Regions from separate parts of the Danio rerio genome. Here region 2 is linked to region 1. A link is a contact called in public HiChIP or PLAC-seq data. All regions are on one chromosome and are shown on one strand. Each heading gives the region's core, a stretch centred on a gene start, on an enhancer-like site or on the middle of the called end of the contact. The rest is flanking DNA. Distances are from core to core; before and after follow the strand shown. Region 1 holds the start of enc3 (ectodermal-neural cortex 3). Region 2 holds the start of insrb (insulin receptor b).

Region 1 (2,700 bases), core at 74-2,573:
GAGTAATTTTTCATTTTTGGGTGAAATATTCCTTTAACTTCTTAAATCTTCCTCAACCGTTCATTTGATATTTCTCTGAAACCCCTATTGTTCAGCAGTGTTTAAAAATCCTCAACATATAATTAGACAGTGGATACATCATAGTTAGGGCAATTACACTTGGAACCAGCTTTATCCTTGGACGGCAGTAAACCCATAATCGTTTGTTAAACAGCAATAAAGCATTACAGAGTTCCGTTTACCTTGAGATTGTTCTGTCTTTCAGTACAATGGCAAATGATTCATGGGAAATGATTGATCGCCGCCGCCTTTGATCTCAGATGAAGTTACTGCTCTTGGTTATCAGTTCATCATTTGAGTTATGCAAAACATAATACAGCAAAGTCTGACAGAGAATTAATATGACAGCTATAGTATGAAAATTAACTATTGTTCAAGTAATAGCCACTTCAATAAATGCTTTTTTAAATATTTTTTTCAACATTTTTCAAATGCCTTGGATTGATTTTTGCTGTTTATTCTGATAAATGCCCTACCCAAAGAGCACCGACACATTATTTAAGCTACCCCTGAGCACTTTTTGTTTGATTTAGGATTTTTAACCATGGTTTAATTACAAATAAAACCAACTATAGTAAAACCTTGTTTTTTTGTAGTAGTAAAACTGTGGTTATACAAATGTAAATAAATCTGCCAAAACACCATGGTTATTACACTTTTATTATAATATATATAAAGTTATTATTTGTGATGATCATTTATAGTTTTCTGACATATTTAAAGTGTTTTACACATAATGAGTAAACTAGACAATAGTTTCATTTTAAAAACCCAACCAAGCCAATCTTTAAAAAGGATTTTAACAGCCAACACAACATTAAGTTTGTCACCTCAATTAAAATTTACAATAACCTCATAAAACACCGCAGTTAGGCTACTAAATTTATTTCTACAAGTCCTGTCATGATGAAATATTCATTAAAAGTCAGTCAGTTTTGTAGTAGCGAGCTATTTCCGACGTGCATTTCCTGCGCTTAAAACTTAACATAGTCTATTTTACATAGTCAACTTAGCATGAATGTGCTTGACATCAATATTTTGCTACAAAGCAGTTCAATGTAGACCGTACGTCTGTTTGTTGTATACATGTATGTCTAACCATGTGTTCAAAAAGAGTGGTAGCCTGTGACTTTACCTTATTTCTTTTCCACGCGCGGACTTGAACGGTATTCATTCGACTTTTGGAGACGCGTGTAACTTCAGGATGTCCCGCTGAAGGGCTTCACTAGTAACAATTCTCGTCTAAACTGTCTGAGATCCGCCTGTTACACGCTGAGGAGCTTTACTACCGTGATTTGAGCTGTGTGCGAGTGTGTAGTGTGCCTCTCAGTCGCTCCTCCTCTTCCCTCGTGTTAAATGTCCAATCCTGGCGGAGGAGGTGATCTTAGGACACGTTTTATTAGTAATCATCTCAAGTGTTTCGGAGAATGGGTGAACATGTGGATGGAGGATGCTCGAGCATGTCATGTTTGAATTATATAAGGCCGTTCACTGATAAAAAAGTTTCTTGGGTATGTATTATGTCAGTTACAACCAGTGGAGGAAAGAGTCCTGAAAAATCATGCTTTAGTTATAGTACCATTACTTGCCTAAAAGTGTAGTGCAAGAGGAAAAGTATCTGTTGTAAATATTTCTCAAAGTAGCCCTTTTAAAGGACTCATGAGTAGGGAGAAGTGAGTATTACGCTGTAAAAAGCTGATGCATTTACATGTAATTTGTGGATGTGTGTGAACGTAACATTCTGTAGTGCAATTTTATTTAGTTATTGCCCCTCGGGCACACAATGTATTAAGACTTTAATATTAGGTTAGATTTAGGTTGTGATGTCAGGTGACCGAAATTTAATGTCCAGCCAGCATCTATGCACAACTTTTTTTTTTTATGTTCAATAACGACGTCAAATGATGTTGATATTTGGTTGATTTTGTTTAACTAAAGTTATCTAAATCCAATGTCGAACCAACATCTTAAACCAACGTCATGTTGACATCAAATGCTAACATTTATTTGTCATGATAACCAAAATTCAACGTCTAATAGATGTCATAGTGATAACATCCACACAACATCAAGCTGTAACATCATTTGACATTAATATTTGGTTGATTTTAGGTTGGGCGTTGGACATTGACGTCGGGTTCTGATGTCAACCCGATTTTCATCTCCAAACAAAATGTAATACAGCACTAAAAATTTACTCAAGGGAAAGTAAAAATCAACATTGTTTAAGCTACTTAGTAAATGACAATCCCTGTTACAGTAGTTTGAGTATTTGTAATTTGTTACTTTACACCACTGGTTGTAACCATGTTATTGTTTTATGTCATTTGTTCAGTATAGGTGTGTTTTTTTGACATATAAAAACAGAGGAAAAACAAGCACTTAAAACATACAGTGTTTGTATTGCTGTAAATGTGTTGAAGGTTAATTATGTTTTTGGCACATTGATTCCTTTTTTTTTTTCCTTTATTTTTATGCCAAGTACAGATATCATTGTTTATTCACAAAGTTTTTTTAGAAACCCACTTCAAGAACCCCTAAACACATGGCCTAATATAATGATAATAAGAATAGTAACGGCACAAGAAATAACAATAGAAAAAATTGCAAAATTGTATAATATAAGATGGTAAATAAATA
Region 2 (2,700 bases), core at 182-2,681, 270 kb before region 1:
CATTAAGAGGGGTCAAAGCATATAAGTTGACAAAAGTTTAGCTTTAAGGCACATGTTTTATGGATTTAAACATTTTGAAATCATTTTAAAAGGCTGTGAAACGGAAAATTTTGAACAAATCAATATTTGTGTATATAAAACCTTGCTACAATCAACATATTATTGCACAAAAAAATTATATGTTCCTGCTGTATTGCGGTTTTCCCTCCCCGCGGATGTAACAGACTCCATTCCGTCTCCTGGTCTGTTTGGCTCCGCTCCGGGTCTTGCGCGCCGCCGCCGCCGCTCTGCCCAGCTGACTGGCAGTACTTGTTTACTGGTGGAGGCACACAGGGAGAGACGAGAGGGGGAAAACCACACCGCCGACAACACGAGACAACTTTTGCCCACTTTCAGCCCATTCCCACGCCGATGAGCTCAGCCAGACCGCGCACCGGGCTCTCGTCGACGGAACCGAGCGGTTTAACGGGCAGGCCGAACACGCGCTGGACGCCGCTCTGTTGATGAACGTGGAAGATTAAAACGCGACGCGACCGTGACGCGCACACACGCACGCACACACATACACACACACACTTCGGGATCATTGTGCTGGAAGCAAAGGCTTCAGCAGAACATCTCTGCTTTTATTCTCCTCTCAGCGTTGTGAAGATACGCAAAGGAGTGTGGATATTTAATTTTAGAGGACGCTGGTTTATTTCTGACAGCAGAATCGCTACAGAAACCATTGTGGTGTGTGTGCAGCATGTGTTTATGTGGATGAGGAGATGCCCATTTTTTGACGGGGACATTTGGCAGTGCATGAAACGACCTGTGGAATAACGATTATATTTTTTATTTTAATATTATAATTTTTGCTTGTGCCCTCGGAGACATTGTTGGCTTTTTTGACAATTGAGAAGCGATTTTTTTGTGTGTAAAACGTGGACGTATTTTTTCTTTGTTTTAAATACAACCTTGTCTACCTTTTTGCTGATATTGCTGTAGCAAACTAAAGCAGGGGTTATGAAAAAGTTGCAATGTACTGTACCCTTAAGGGTACCTCATTCCTAGAAGTGTGGGATTGATTCCATGGAAGAGATGCATGGACGTTTTTCATGCTTGCTCCACTAAAAGCCAGGATGCATCCGAAAAATCGCTCAAAATGATTTTCAGTCGTTTATTTTTCTCAAGGGTGCAGGATCATGTTATTTAACACTCATTTCACCCCTGCTGTGTAATGTTAGGCAACAACTACTTCAGTTGAACATTATCTTTATCTGAAGCACGCTGGACCCCCGGGTCCCCTTCTTGGGGGGTCTGATTTAACTTTTTTGTTGTTGTTTTTGATACAAGACAAACAACCTTATTTTCCTTTTAATTTTTGATTTTCGGACACACCAGAGGTGGATTTAATTTTCCAAGGAAACCAAAACGTGTCGCGAGGCAGAATGCGGCTGGACACATCTGTGGTTGTTTTGGTCACTTTCGCCTACATCTTGTGCCTCTGCGGATCACTACATGGAGAAAGTGAGTAATGCCTGTCTATAACGCTCTTTAATGCGCGAATTATGGATGTGTTGTTCCTCAATGTGTGCGTGTTGTAGTTTACAATTGAGGGGACTTGTGGAATTCACTCCATGTAGACTTCGGCTGCTCCGACATGTGTTGAAAGGGATGTCGGAGAAATGTTATCATTTAAACATGGCTTTAATGCTTAAATTGAGTAATTCTAAATCATTGTTATGAACTGTAAATTACAAAAAAGTGCGATTACTACCATTATGAGAATGTGATATCTAATTATTTGTAGTTAAAAGTGCGTTTTCATTCATCCTCCCCCCGCTCCTTCTGAAAATGGGCCGTTCCTTTAGGCCTGGCGTTCTGTGCGTCAGCCCGAAGGCTAGATTAGCGCTCGTGACTGGACTCGGCGGGATTCGCGAGCGCGCGCACGACTGGATTCCAGACGCGCACACGCACGTTCTTCACGTTCGATTTGGAAGCGTGTAAACAAGTTGAGGCCCTAAGAAGATTCCCAGATCCCATTAGAGCAGGATTAGCCTACATTGAGCTTCTTTCTGTCGACATATTCAGAGATATCAATTAATAACTCCCGACGGAAGGAAGGGGATTCATATATTTTATTTATCAGATACATTCAGATGTGTTTGTAATGCTTAATAAGGTTTAGATCGATATGATTCGTGTTTTGGTGATAATTTGAATGACTTTATTCGTTTTAATAGCATAATAATGATCACAAATGATAGACTAAGCATATTCAATCCCAATTTTCTTCCTAGATATGAAAATATCCAAAATTGTGTGTTGTTATTAACTCGAACTAACTTGAAGTAATTGACAAAAAAGAAAACAAATGCAACCATTATCAAAATTACTAAACTTGTTTTACACCATAACATGGATATATTTATGTATCCAGTATTGAAATTTCAGTTTTGGAACTTATTTGTTACATTTTAACTTTTAATGCTGTGAGTTTTGATTAAAACATAGAATTTTAAACTGCTCAGGTCCTACAAAAGTCCACATATTTAATAAAATGCTTAATTTTTTTACATATTTGAGTAAAATACCCTAAAACACCAGTTAGTAACATTTATAGAGCTTCATAAATGGATAAACTCAATTTCAGATATATTGTTGTGACTGATGGGATTCGATTTAAAACAGACAATGGTAGTTTGTGTACATTTAAAT

What was found. HiChIP or PLAC-seq counts read pairs in DNA pulled down with a chosen protein or histone mark.
Region 2: a contact with region 1 is called in an H3K4me3 HiChIP or PLAC-seq map of gastrula embryo, with 2.9 times the contacts expected there. The contact joins the promoter of insrb here to the promoter of enc3 in region 1. A contact is called at or near these places in 2 of 4 datasets of contacts at active chromatin or transcription factors (embryo and gastrula embryo).

The regions. Positions count from the first base shown.
Region 1 is chr22:10,430,669-10,433,368 of GRCz12tu, reverse strand. It overlaps enc3 (ectodermal-neural cortex 3), which reads right to left and starts at 1,323. Exons shown (of 3, transcript NM_001001402.2): 1 at 1,196-1,323.
Region 2 is chr22:10,703,380-10,706,079 of GRCz12tu, reverse strand. It overlaps insrb (insulin receptor b), which reads left to right and starts at 1,431. Exons shown (of 21, transcript NM_001123229.1): 1 at 1,431-1,509. The coding sequence starts at 1,431.